2 separate regions of the Macaca mulatta genome follow, and region 2 is linked to region 1. A link is a contact called in public Hi-C data. All regions are on one chromosome and are shown on one strand. The core of a region is the stretch at or near the end of the contact, and the rest is flanking DNA. Distances in the headings are between cores, read along the strand shown.

What was found. A called contact is a pair of places that touch in the nucleus more often than the background predicts.
Region 2: a Hi-C map of round spermatid shows a contact between it and region 1, with 2.6 times the contacts expected there. The contact joins two enhancer-like sites. A contact is called at or near these places in 6 of 14 Hi-C or Micro-C datasets (CD4 T cells, blood, fetal cortex germinal zone and 3 more).

The regions. Positions count from the first base shown.
Region 1 is chr4:128,649,040-128,656,565 of T2T-MMU8v2.0, reverse strand. No RefSeq gene overlaps it. Among named protein-coding and RNA genes, the nearest start is that of KLHL31, 45 kb to the left of the region's middle. Within about 2 kb of position 4,860, at least 2 of the 40 cell types and tissues checked have an H3K27ac peak or open chromatin away from gene starts, as enhancers often do.
Region 2 is chr4:128,854,813-128,862,338 of T2T-MMU8v2.0, reverse strand. It overlaps GCLC (glutamate-cysteine ligase catalytic subunit), which reads right to left. Exons shown (of 16, transcript NM_001261107.1): 9 at 6,470-6,608; 10 at 5,905-6,017; 11 at 4,799-4,891; 12 at 4,388-4,492. Among named protein-coding and RNA genes, the nearest start is that of GCLC, 38 kb to the right of the region's middle. Within about 2 kb of position 3,713, at least 3 of the 40 cell types and tissues checked have an H3K27ac peak or open chromatin away from gene starts, as enhancers often do.

The sequences.
Region 1 (7,526 bases), core at 3,611-6,110:
GCTCTGCCAGATGTTGCCTTATACTTCACCCTGTTCTGTGCTCCTCAAGGCATCAAAAGGCTTCCTTGTCTTCTGGCTTCCATATGGGGTCATACCCAGAGATTAGCTTACATAATGGTTCAGATTTTTTTTTGTTTGTTTTTTGTTTTTTTTTGTTTTTTGAGGCAGGAACTCACTATGTTGCCCAGACTGGCCTCAAACCCCCGGGCTCAAGCAATCCTCCCACCTCAGTCTCCCAAGTAGCTGGGATTCGAGACATGCACAACCATGCCTGGCTTGCTTCAGACTTCTTCAAACAAAGCTCTAATGTCACTACTGTGCACAAAGACACCCGTGGAATAATGTCCAAACATATAGCCTGTAATTGAACAGAATCTGACTCCTAATCTAACAGGAGTCTCACTTTTATCTCTTCTTGTTCCTCCTAATGTACCCTCATGCTGAGGAAACCAGATTACTCATTCACTATTTCCTGCCAATATTTGTGCAATTTCCTACCTTCATGCTTCTGATTCTGCCATTCCCTACCAGGTCCTGACTATACATAATGAAATTCTACCCATTGCTCAAGGCCTAGCTCCAATGCCTTGAAAATATCCTCCCTGGCTCCCAGATTTAGGAATTGGTCTCTTGCAAGAATTCCTATACCACTGCGTGTGTATCTTTCTTTCTGCACTTCATCACTTCTTGCTTATATTATAATTATATGTTTCATCTTCCATGTGTTTTGTAAGGTCTGTGGAGGATGTCAGTGTTTTATTCATCCTGTGCCCCCCACCATACCTGCCCACAGAAGCTGCTCAGTAAACACTTCCTGCATGACCCATGTGGATTCTGTTGGTGGGTGAAGATCATCAAGTAGTTGAAAGAATGATGCAAGCTGGCATTATGAATTTACGTACCGCACTTTTTCACAAGCACTTCTTTGGGGGATGGGGGGTTGTTCTTCAGCTTTATGACTACATGTTGCATTTCTGTACTGTACTGCTCAGGTCAGGTAGGGAGGAGAATCAGTAAATTCATCTTTAATCTCTCTTCTGGATCATTGCTACTTATAGTTCATGACAAAACATTGTCTAAAAAGGCTCACTAGGGGTAACCCTGCATGAATGTTGATATTCCAGAACAGATGGCAGGCTCTGGGGGAGGGGAAAGTGTGAAGGGAAAGTGTAAAGGGAAATTTTCACTCTCCGCCTGCCAAGCAGAATAAATAGAACACATTCTCTACACGGATGTCTTTTAATTCTGTCTTAACATTAGAATGCACCATGATGAATTAACAATTAGGATTGACTCAGCCAAGCTGTATTGAACTTGCACTGTGTCCCAGCACTGCCATGTGTTTGGGGAGGCACCAAGGACTTAAGGCAGGTTCTCCGGTCCTAATTTATTTCTCAAGTTTATGTAGGAAGCAAGATCTAAACACTACCATCAAAATGAGGAGACATATAGATGGCTGCATATCTTCAAGAGTCGAAAGTATTTGAATAAATTTGAAGTCACATTATTGTGAGCCAAATCCTCCATGCCTGAGTTACTCTCTGGTAAGAAGAAATATGATTCATTTCATGGAGCTGTGGCTAAAAATTTGCTTACCATGGGCTTGGAAGTGGGGCCAAATGTTGGATCTCTTCTGAAGCAAGCTTTGGTGACTACCTGCTTTTCTAACTCCAGATCGGCCTTTACCTCTATCCCTCACCTTGTAAACTCAAACTAGCACTGCTGGTTGTGGCCATTTGGGGGAAGTGCCCAGAAGAGTCGTGGATCTTGTGGACAGACTTCAGAGGCACAGGAGGCCTGCCGTGGCTGCTGCTGGCAGGACAGAGGTGCAGGTTGGGTTACCACACACCCAGCAAGGGGAGTACATGTCCTCCTTTCCCCTGAGCTTCCTTTTAACTGGTGTTTAAAATTAGATCACATAGCCTAGGACTAGGAAATTATGAAATGACATTTCCCATTTTTTTAATGTCACTTAATCTACTGGTAACCAATTCTTGCTGTCCTTGTTTGTTTTCCCAGCAACCTACATCATTGGGTGGTTGAGAGGATGTGATGAAGTAGGTGAAAGTGCTTAGCAGAGTGAGAGCACATAGCATGCAAAAATATTAAGTATTACACATAACATGTATCACTTGTTCTGTACCTCAGCCTATCAACTTCCTAAGAGTGGGATCCATATTTGAATCCCTTTTAGTTAAAACCTAACACAAGCATAAACAAATTCTTCACTTCTATTAAGTCTTTAATATTCTCATATAATATGTCATTAAAAAGTAAGTTTTAATATTAACTGTTGTAAATTATTCTTCTTCCTTTTTTATACCCACAAGTTTATTGTAGCTATTTCTAAGTCTGGCACCAGTTGGTTGAGAGGGGAACCTCCATCTCTCTAACAGCAGGACTCACCAGCTTAGGGATGCATTCAGAGTGGCTCAGGGACGGCCTTGGTGTCCCCTCACATGTGGGGACTTTTTGTCATGCATGAACGAACATCAGCTCTTGCAGCTGCTCTAGGGGCCCTGTCCAAAGGAAAGCCATTTTAAAAATAGAATTGAAGGGAACAAATGGTTTGCCTGATAGACTATTTTGAGGTGCAGGAGATTGGAGGATTCAAAAATGAAAGTATGTTATCAAGTAGGATAGAAACATAAAATTTGGAGAAGCTTTGGGGTGTGGTGTTTACCAAAAGGCCATGGCAATTGTATGAATTTACTTTAATCTCTAAAGGTGACACCCAGCCATGAATTGGGTATATGTAAACCCGTCATAATAAGCCTTAGAAGCAAAGGTGAGAAATACCAGTAGCGTGTTCTCAACACTAGATTACACATATAGCAAAGTCCTCAGTACCTTAGAGACACAATTTTAAGTTTTCAGAAGAAACCACAGGCCTTTAAAACGGTGTCAGGAGTCTTCCATTTTTCCAACTCTTCTGGGGACATTTACCTCCCAGGGACTCTTGGTATTACCATGGTAAAAACTGAGCATCAGCCCAGTGCATAATGCCAGCCTGGACTTGATCCATGAGCTCACAGCCTAAAGTCTTACTTAGGAGTTCATATCTTTTCTGTGGGCTTTCAATCTTCCTTCTCTCAGTAAATTGGAGATAACCTAAATGAGCAGTAAGTAAGTCAAACAGCAGAATCAAATACGTACTATTTGAGTGGACTGACATTACATGTGGAAGCCCCTAGCACCATGTCAAGAATCAGTTAATTTTGTTTAGTGTATGTTCTTACATAGGATATTTAATAATTATGGACGTAATTATATTGTATATAGTTTTACCTTTTGCTTTTTCACTTATTTTACAAGTATTTTCTCCCATATTACATCCATTACATCTTTTAAAATGCTTTGTCACAAAATCTGCTTAATTTTAAAAAGTAAATAACATAGAAGTATGTAAAGTCACTGAGTAGTGGCTTGCCTGTAATCCCAGCTACTCAAGAGGCTGAGGCAGGAGGATCCGTTGAGCTTCTCTGTTTCTCTTCTTTGGGGCACTCTCTGACTGTCTCTCCCACACTCTCCACCTGTGGGGTTGACTAGATGCTCTGAGGAACTCAGAGGACTGTGCTTGCAGAGTCTCTAGAGTCCCTGGGACCAGGCCCCAGTTCCAGGAGGGAGGCTTGGAAAGTAGATCATCCTTGTTGTCCAGCACAGTATTTCCTTTGTGGAATTGCATGAGATTGAGCAGCCAATATGAGGCTGACACACTTACTTTGATTGACTCAAATTGTTTACAGAGATAGGCCCATGGCAAAAAACATTTGCTGCTCTTCCACCCATCCCAGGGGCTGCTCAAAAGAAAACAAGTGAGAGGAAGCAGAAAGGAATGAGAAAGCTGGGAAATGAAGGTGGCAAGTTGATGTAGGCCCTAAGGGAAACCAAGAAATCCAGCTGAGAAGGATTTTGGAGAATGTCTAATAATAATAATACAATAAATGATAGCTGATACTTACACAATGTCCTTAATATGGCCAGGCACCTAAGAACTGTACATCACTAACCTGTTCAATCCTCACAATCCTAGATAAGAACAGTGACAACCTCAGTTTACAAAAGAAAGAGAGAGAAAGTGGGGAGTGAGGAAAGGTGGGAGAGAAAAATGAAGAAAAAAATGAAGAAAGGAAGGAAGGAGGAAGGGAGAGAAGAAGGGAGAGGAGAACTGAGGCCCAAGGAATTATATAATTTGACACAAGATCACAGAGTGGCAAGGGAGTGGTAAAGCTTGGTCCATGGAGTTAACTCCAGAATCTATGGTCCATATACTAGGCTAGATGTATCTAATGTGGATTTTTAAGATATTGACTGGGTGGTATGTAATGTGATCACTTCATATTGTCTTAGCTTTCCAGTGAATGCTACTATAACTCATGAATGATTTCTTAAAATTTTGCTTCGCTTAGAAACTAGTAGAGAAGCTGCTTATTCTTTAGATCTGTAAGTGAGGGAGCAGGAATGCCTGGGTAGCAATGAACATATGACAATAAGACTTTTAGGAGTCCAAAGAAACCCATGAGAAGGTGTATATATTCATCAGGATACCAAGAGGGAAAGTTGACATCCTCAGAGGGTTTAACCAAGAAGTGTAATGAAGAAGATGGGGGTAGGGTGAGGCATTAAGGGAAACAGTGAGGGAAGGTGAAGCATCCAGGAAATAGCAATAGAGAGAAGCCTTTACACTCCTAGTCCTTGAGGAGTCAGGGGCAATAACTGTGTTACCCAAGTCCATAGAGAGCTTGGACTCTCGGAAGGGAGGCTGCCTGCCAAGAGCCATGACTGCAGAATGTGCTGCTGCTGGAGCCATGGCAAGGCAGTGAGGAAGTACAGGAAATAAATATCTCTTCCTACTTCCCTGTCCAGCATCTGATATCCTGCAGGTGCTTCCATTGGCCAAAACCAACCCAGAAGCCAGAGGGCAAAGGAGCTCAGCTGATGCAACCTGCAAAGTCATCCTCTGGGTGCACAGAGCATGGCAGGGAAGGATGGAGAAGGAAAATCAAATGAAAAGCAACCGGCCCCAAAATTGGGACATCCATAAGCTCTGAAAGTGGAGGTTCCAGAAAATTTCCCTATGTTTGCAAGTGGGGAGATCTCAGTTGATACCTGAGTTACATTTCTCTTGTGATATTTCTACAATAAAAAAGTGCGTGTGTGTGTGTGTGTGTGCGTGTGTGCGTGTGTGTGTGATTTATTTGTGCATTGGTAAGACAGTAGTTTGGATTCCAGTTTAAGTGTTATTTAGGTAGGGCCTCAGGTGTTCCTAGATTTCACCAAAAGTCCAGATGTATCCTAGGGAGACAGGCAGAACACTTGAAGGGATGTACATGGTCCCTCCAGAAACCTGTGCTTCTCCTCAGGCCTCCCCATGACTGAGAACACTTCTTGTGGCTGCCCTAGTCAGTGTGCTGACCCCAGGGAGTGACTGGGGCTATTAAGCTTCCCGAGGCCATGGTCAGGCACCACTCGCCTCTCTGGTGTCTGTCTCAGTGTCTCTGGACCAGGCCCACTGTCAAAGCGGCTCATCCCACCCCAATGCCAATAATACTGATGAGCATGGGATCCACAGACTTTTTCTAAGTACAGCCAAAGTGTTCTCCAGAATGCTGTGCAGCTCTTATCAGGAAGACAACTTTATAATTCATTTTTATTTAAATTATATAATGTGGTTTATCATCTTGACATGCCATGCAAGTAACACATGATTCTCATCTGACTGGTTGTTTTAGGTGAAATCTTCGCTGAAAATAGTGTTCTTATATTTCATTAATCTTAAAAAAAAGAGAGAGAGAGAGATTTGGAGTTGGAGGGAATGTTTGTTTTCAAAATAAATTCCTCCTACACAGGCTCTCATTTATGATCCAGAAAGTCCAACAAGATTTAATTGTTTGGACTTCAAGTAATATGATACAAAAACCACAATTTCCACCTCCTGGAGTAGTGTCAATATTATCCTGATCACAATAAAATGTGACTGCCATATCATGGTTTTCTATCTACTCTGAAAACCTGAAAACTGGAATCAGGGAAATAGTTAACTGTTTTTAGGAAGCAAACTATTGTTAAAGCCATAGCAACTCATTAGCAAGAATTTACTTTACCAGAAAAGGTCAAGTGTGTGTTGACTGTCCTGTCGCTGGAGGCAGAGATGATTATTTTTTCCTTGAGAACAGTGACGTGAATGAGGGTGAAGTGCTGATGTGACCTGAGTGCGGCAGGCTCAATCCAGACTCCAGTGGCCGTCTTGGAGTCTCCTGGCTTTGCTGAGGCCTCCTTGTACCTTCTGCTATTACTTACATTAATTAATTAATGCAAGTGAGTGTTCCATTTGATTCTGATCTTAGCTTCTGCTCGATATGGGGGCAATCCATAATGTAGCCAATACCATGTCCCATGATTCCTGCTGCAATATGATGCTATGCTGCAATCTATGAAATTGTCTTTGAAACACCTGATGTGTCATTTCAGTCTTGCCTTTTCTCAGAGAAGGGATATTGGCGCTTTATGCTGGGGAGTTCTTGCCTTCAAAACAAATTCCTTTGTTTCCCAGTGTTCCTTATCATCATTGCTTTGGTTCTGTGGTTATTTTAAGGCCACTGCTATCTGAATGCTTTTCAGTGAACTAACCAAGCCTCACATCTCCCAGGCCCAGAGACCTCCCAGAAGACAGGGGGCTGAGTGTAGAGCAGGCTGGAGAAGCCAGAAAACAGGATGAAAGGACCAGATGTCCTCAAAATGCCATTCCGCTAAAAACACCCACATGAAGGATAAATTCCAGCAGATGCATATTTCAATGCATTGCTGAGCTTCCAAGGTATTAAGGGAATCCCTAAGGACAACAAATTTAAAATAAAAAAACAAGTCAGAAGTTAGCATGGAAGCCAGGGCTGTCCTGAGAGCCAATGGAAGACTGGTCTGTTGGGCTATAGTGCATGTTTCCTGCCTTTGAATCATCTCAATGTCTATCAACAGAAAAGTGTCAGTAAAATATAGAAATCTCATTGGCTTATACACAGTTTCCCCTCCAGAAAGTGACTGCTTTGTGCTGCAAGCATTAGCAGTTGCCACTGGCACAGCTATGGAGGAACATCATACTGTTCATGAAATGCATTCAACTCCAAATTCGTACTCTGAGCTCAGTCTGATTGTTTGTTCTGTCTAAAAATCCTAACTGCATGAGTCTCCTTAATCTTTGTACAAAATAAAACAAGAGCATCCACCTCTGGCACCACTGCATTTTACGCAGAGCCTGCACCTGCTTTCCACCGGCAACCTCTGCGAATGTCCCTGTCCTCTCTCCTTGCACTGTAGACTCAGCCTTTCTTATCCACAAGTCCTTCTTATCTTCTTCCATCAAGCTACTCACACTTTTGCTTCAGGTAAAGCCCTGTATTTACTGTATTATTTATTTGTTGGGCATTTAATACATGGTTCTAGTTGCTAGTATTTTTGTAAGAATTAGAATTTTACTAATTCCCAGCTTATGGAGTTGCATTGATTGAATTGCCTATCTCTTCCCCCAA
Region 2 (7,526 bases), core at 2,464-4,963, 210 kb before region 1:
CAGCTCACCCCAACCTCTGTCTCCTGGGTTCAAGTGATGCTTCGTGCCTCAGCCTCCCAAATAGCTGGGATTACAGGCCTGCGCCACCACACCTGGCTAATTTTTTTTGTATTTTTAGCAGAGATGGGGCTGGTCTCGAACTCCTGACCCTCAAGTGATCTGCACACTTCGGCCTCCCAAAGTGCTGGGATTACAGGTGTGAGCCACCGCGCCTGGCCTATAACCCAGTTCTTCTAAGTTGAATGCTCTTCCCCTGCTGCCTCGCCATTGGGGTTTTGCCTCCCCACTAGAGTGAGGAAAGGCAAAGACAGTTCATAGGTTGTCGTATCTGGAATAAGGTTACAGCCCTCCCAAGGGCAGAAGATCACTGCTTTTTGCCCACCTGGTGGCTCCAGACATGTAGACTCACTCATGAAACCGAAAACTGTTTCATTTGTGAATTCTCTACATCTCCAATGACTTTTTAAGACTCTCAAAGCAGAATTTAAAAAACTTTTTAGTAGTAATCCCTTATTTTCTATAATGAAATCTTATGTGGGACCTCAGTGTATACAATAGTGACCAGTTAGGCTGATGTGGGACAGATGGTACATAAACTCTCTTGATTACCAAATCTCCTCCCACATTCATTATGTGGGAAGTGCGATTGTTAACGGTTTCATTTTTGAAGAGACACACAGGACCTTCTGAACAATCTAGGTACTCTAGGAGCACACTCAAATAAATAGTATAAATTCCACCATGGCTGTGAACATCTGCTTTCATTACTAGTATTTGTTTCTTTTTTCCTTAGTCTTGTAAAAAGTTGATAATGACCACTTCTAATTTCTGCTTTTATGACTTCCTTTCAAAGTATATTTTATTTTGTTCTTTAGATTCTCAACTACTTAGATTCAAAATCTTTGTTTTACGACATAATTTTTCCTCACACACCAGCTCTGCCAGCAACCTACTGTCTTTCACTTTCCTATACAACCTGTAATTCTAGTTTTGGCGAATCTAAAATCTATACATTTTTAATTTCCAATGTTAAATTTCTCCAGAATCTCTCTTTAGTTTTAGTGGGAACGCATGCTCTATTGTGTCTACTTTTGAGAAGTGAAGATTTTCTTTATTTTTTGTAAACCTTACTCATGGCATCTGAAAAAAGATGTGGTATGAGATATGTAATACAGGCCATACAACCAAGCTTATTAACCATGCCATTTAACTCCCCCATGGCCCTTCCCATCCTTTGATTATATGACCTGTCAGTTACTAAGTAACAGGCAAGGTACTCTGCTAAGTGGTTTACCTCATTAATCTCACATGGGCTTACAACAGCCTACTTATCCCCCTCTGGGATACATGTGGGAAACTGAGGCACTGAGAATAAGTAACTTGTCCAGGTTAAAAGCCTCCTAAGTAGTACCAGGGATTTATGCATTTAGTTCTCACATCAAAGCCACATATTACCCATCACACTAAATGCTTTTCATGTTACATTTCATGGTACAAAAAGGACCACAGCTTTCACATCTTCTTGGAAGAATATATAAAACTACTTTCTCTATCCCATTTAATAATTTCTACCTCACATTTTGCCTGATATCGCTTTGCCATTCCTGCTATCATTCCAAAAGGTCACTATGCAGTTCTTCCCAGCATCTGTCCTTGTTCTAGGTATATCTTGTGCAAACTATGTTGTTGCTATTTTATATTATCTGTTTTAGCTGTTTAATAGGATAGAGTTTAGTCTATTCAAATTTGTTTTCATTTTATTTTCACCATTTTATGTTCTGTGGGCTATTGTTTCTTCACTCCCCTGGCCCCACACCCAATTTTGTGGCACTGAAACGTATTCCTGGTTCATTTTACCACCCTTTTAGCCAGCAAGTTTAGGAGAAATAAATCCTGTTTCTATACTATTAATAGTTTTCCTTACTTTTAAAGAGGTAGTTTTGAAATTATAACTCTCTAAGTGTCAAGCACTAATGAGTATCTGCCATTCATCTCCTTCCATATCCCCTTACTAGGTGCCATGGTTTGAATGTTTGTGTTCCCTCAAATTCATACGCTGATGCCTAATGCCCATTGTGACAGTATTAGAAGGTAGGGCGTTTGGGGGGCGATTGGGAGGACCTCCTTTGGGATGTCATGAAGGCTCTACCCTCATAAATGGGAGTAGTGCTCTCATAACAGAGACACCTGAAGAGCTTGTTAGCCCCTTCCACCATGTAAGAACACAGCAAGAAGGCACCATGTATGAACCAGAGGGCAGAAGCTCTCACCAGACACTGACACTGCCGGTGACTTGACCGTGGACTTCCCAGCCTCCAGAATTGTGAGCAATACATTCCCGTTGTTTATAAACCACCCAGTGTAAGGTATTTTTGTTACAGCAGCCCAAACAAACTAAGACACTAGATAAGACTTCTGGCATACTTTTAGCCCTAACTTGATCCATTCAGTTTTGTTAGAATCACCTGAAATTTAAAGAATAATTTGGATGAGAAGATAATTCTGTGGTTGTTAATTCTTTACCTCTCGAGATTCTGAAAACTTCTTTCCATCCAGCATTTAATGTTGCAAATGAGAAGTAGTATCAGTTGATTTTTTTCCCCCTTGGCAGGTCTCCTCATTTTTCCTCTTGTCCAGACAGTTAATTTTCTCTTTGAAATTAATAAATGCCTACATTTGAGTTAAGTATTTGTCTCATCCTTAAGGGAGACTTATTAAGGAAAAATTCTATTATTTCCTTGATTATTGTATTTTATATCTTTTCTATATAAACTATTCTCCTCTTCTAAATTATTACATAAACATTGAATTTTCTAGAGTTTTCCAGGCTTCAGGTTTTCCATAATTTCCATTTCTTCACCATCCTGCTGGGATTAATCTTAATTTGGTCTTCTAAGTCACTACCTTGGATATTCAACAACATCTGCTCTACTGGTGAGAATACTCACCATTAAATAAGCACCATCTATAATGCTTGTTTTATGGATGTGACTGAACCTCTATAGAACTTGTCTGAGGCCACTAATTAGAATTCCTTTAAGAACACTTTCCAAAGCTGAGCATGGTGGTTTGTGTCTGTAATTCCAGCTACCTGGAAGGCTTGGCAGCAGGAGGATCATTTCAGCCCAGGAGTTCGAGACCAGCCTCAGCAACATAGTGAGACCCTGTCTCTAAAAAAGGTTTAAAAATTAAAAATAATAATAATAATTCTTTCCAGTTTCTTATCTTTTTTTTTTCAAGAGATGGGATCTGGCAATGTTGTCAGGGCTGCACTGGAATTCCTGGATTCAAGCAATCCTCCTGCCTCAGCCTCCTGAGGAGCAGAGATTATAGGTGTGTGCTGGGCCCAGCTTACTTCCTTGAAGTAACTAAGTTTCACTGAACAGAGTATACCCTTGCAGGACCAGTTGGGCCCTTCTCTTTAAGGCTGTTAATTGTTCTCAATTTTCTGTTGCCTTCCGGGCATCTATTCTTATTTATAAGCAAAGGCTTAGACCGGTAGCTTACATGCAATCTCTCTTAGATGGATTTGGTCTCCCCAGTAGGTAGGCATGAGGGCAATGTGGGCCCACAGAGTTCTATGATCTTTGGTCTGGGTGTGAGGAGCAGGCATGGGCTGACAGCCTGACTTCCTTCAGGGGGTGTGGGGATGGGCACAGTCTGGCAAACCGCTCATGGAGGAAGGAGATGCCCCAGGGGCAGATGCTGGAGCTAAGCAGTTTCATTCCTGCTTCCATGTTTGCTGTGACAGGGCTGCCCTACTTCTCCATTCTCTGGCCCTAAAACCCTCAACCAGGAACTCCTGCGGCAGGGCCCTCTCTGTTTAGCAGTTTTTTCCAGCCACTCTCTGCCAAGAGGAACCCTGGCCCAGAAACTAAAGACCTTCACCTCCTCAGCTACTGCCCCACCACCCACAGCTCTGCTCCCTCATCACCTGGAGTTGTTCTGCTGGCAAACTGCTCCCAGAAAGCGTGGTTTTTGGTCTTTTGGGGGGCTGATGAACTCCAATTTGTTTTTCTGACAGTCCAACCCCATCCAGATTCTTCAGAAACATCTCAAGTTCAGTTCTACTGAGGATACTTTTCCCGGCATTCCAGCATTTACACTTTCCCTCCCCATCCTAATTTTAACATTGTAATCAACCTGGGATTTTGTGGTGGATGAAATCAATGTGTTGGACTACTTCTAGCCATCAATCATCTTGAATGGAAAGCGTCTAGAAATTAAGCTTAGGTTTAAAAGAAAATAAATAGGGCTGATGGAGAAACATTTTATTGCAAAGGGTAAACAATTCCAAATGAAATCAGGTTGTAAAAAAATAGCATATATAAATAAATATATCGACAGATAGATCTATACCCATCACCATAAAGAAACATATCCTTACCTTTGACAGTGGAATGAGAAAATCCAATTTGTACGAAAGGATCACTCTGGTGAGCAGTACCACGAACACCACATAGGCAGAGTTCTCAAAGTCTGTTAATTGCACCTAGACAAGCAGAAGCTCAGAGAAGTTACAAACCAACTACACAAACGTGCTCTTCCCTGACCCAGGCCCCTCCTTCGATCATGTCATTCCCAAGCCATCTCCTAATTCCCCATCTGGGTCTGGAAGCCCTTTGCCCACATCTGTTCTCAGAAATCAACCCTCTATAACTTGGACTGACTTGTTACCATACACATACTTAATTTTTATTTTATATTTAAGAGCCTTCTGACAGCAGCATCAGAAGGGTGATGAACAGCTGGCGAAAGAGTACTTTTGAGTCAGTTCTTGCTGATGCGTGTGTCTTACCTCCATGGGTCGAAATTCTACTCTCCATCCGATGTCTGAGTTTGGAGGAGGGGGCTTAAATCTCATTGTCTGCCAATTTGTGGACTGAATATTCTATGATACAAAAGTAGAGAAGAAAACCAACTTTTCATACATCTGGGAAAATATTAAGATGATCTGATATTTAATTAGGAAAGAAGACTGCTTACTGTCCATACCAAATTTCTTCAACTGACAAAGACAAAAAGGTATAATTTAAGATTTTCTTGGAGTGTGCTCTTTCAGGAAAACAAAACAGCAAGTGTTTACCAAAAGCTAGAGGCCCTATCCCTGCAAGCTTAATCCCACCCAGCTCCTACTCCCTACCTCCCACCTAGGGGGCAGCAGCTGAAGAGCCACGGGGCCCCCACCTTCATCCCTGAGAGTTTTAGGAGCCAGCCTGCCGTTCCAGGTGACACTGGACACTTTCATCTGAGAACCCTGTCACACAACAGTTGTTTCCTTTCTTCCTCCTCTCCTGGGAATGCTGCTGCTTCAATGACCCCAGAGCCTAAGAAGGGTAGCTGTTTCTCAAGACGCTGAGAGAGAGTTCTTTCTTGGCCCTAACCATCTTGGGATCTGATGGCAAGACTGGAAGGATTTATATCTTTTGTGAGTTTGGTGGGGGAAAGAAAGGGGATATAGGTGGTATTTCAAAAGGTATATATGTCAATGTCTACATATAACATGACACAGAAATAAGCCTATGAGAAGCCTATCTACAAAAAAAAAAAAAAAAAAAAAGGTGGTATGTCTGAAGCACTGAAATAACTGATCAGGTTATTTTTTGTGCAGTGTATGAATTTTTCACCACTAGGCAAATAAGAAAATACTGAACAACAACAAAACAATATAATCAGTGAGATAAACAGTAAGAATCGTAAAATAAGAGTACTTGAAACCAATTTTTCATTTGTTCAAGTTCTTTTCTGTACTGGGTAAATGAAAGTCTCACAAAATTTCTTTTGTATTCTTCACAGGTACAGAAAACTGCCTCCCCATGTTGGTTTGTGAAGTGAAATGCATATAAAACAGAGTCACTAAATAAATCACTAAATAAATAAATAAAAATAAAACTGAGGAGATACCTCAAAATGGTCAGACTCATTAGCATCATCCAGGTGTATTTTCTCTTCAAAAAGTGTCAGTGGGTCTCTAATAAAGAGATGAGCAACATGCTGGGCCAGGAGATGATCAATGCCTGCAAAGAGATCATATGGGAACTCACTGCAAAGCAGGAGATACCCCTTCCTCTTAGTCCAGAAAGATGACAGGATAGCTCAGGAAGTTTGAAGAAAGGGTGTCTAGAAGCTTGAAATAGCTGGTTTGATTAGTATCCTCACCTCGCCCAGTATTTTATCCTGCGGACACTGCAGAAATGTCAACGTTTTATTCACTACTTACACAATGCCTGCTGGGGCACTGGTGTGGACCTACACACAGACCTCCAAAGTAAGCTCCTTTTGCTAAAAGTCAAGAAGATCTCACAAGTATTTGGAACCTGAAACTTTAGGAACAAGCAGCCTCATAAGGAAAGTTAAAGACTTCACACTAAAAATAGAAACCAGACCAGGAGTCAGCAAAAAAGTGTATAAGAGCTTTGAAGAACTAAAGGCGTACAATTAAACCCAGAAAGATGCAGTGGGAACCCACCTTCCTGCAACAGCTGTTCGTAGATCTCTTTATCTATCGTCAAGTCGATGTCATTATATTTCTCACCACACTTAGATAAATAGCTGTCTATTGAGTCATATCGGGATTTACTGATCCTATAGTTATTGTTCTTCAATGGCTAAAGATTAAAAATATATATAAATGAATATGCTATATAAAATGAGTTGAAAATAATATATTTTTATGTATGATAATTATATAAAAACCTCAACATAAGATACAGAAAAAAAGTTAGAGAGCCCTGAAAAGTATTATTAAGGAAAATTATATTTTTTAAAATCTGAAGGTAATTTAAATACCCTTTTTTTCTGGTATGATTTAAATATACTTCTTTCTTTTACAAGCAGATCACTTTCATTCTTATTAAGCTAGGGAAAATAAATGCTAAGGTTAAAAGCAAATAAATAAATCAATCTATAATGTAAGATAAACCTATCAAAATAATTTATCCTTTAAAGTTTATTTCTACTTAGAAAGCATGTTCAACAATTTATGAACAATTACATGAAGACCAGAGCAGCAGTAGTATAGCCCTGGTTAAGAATATCAAAAACACTTATGAGGGCTCCTTTAAAATCACCCCTGGTTCAGGTCCCATCCTAGAGATTCTTATTTAGTAGGTCTAGGATAGGGTCTCGGTGTCTACTTTTAAAGATTTCCATGGGTGGTTCTGATGCACACCCCTTGCTGGAGAGATGCAAGGGTTACTTTACAGTTCAACATGCAAACAAGAGGTGCCATCTCACCCTTATTAGTCAATGCCTAACCTTTTACATGAAAAAAGAATCTCTGACACAAATTATACTTTCCACGGCAGAAAGAACCATATACAAAACACTCATGTGGCACCAAAAAGCCTTTAGCTATAAACAGCCATCAGCACTTCCAAAATATAGAAAAATGGCACTACTAATTTTAAATGAAGCTAAAACAAATACAGACATCAACATATGATAGAAATTAACTCCCCACCTAGACCAAATCTTTTTCCTCACTTTAGATAAAAATTTCAGGGAGACATCCTAAAATTGCAAGT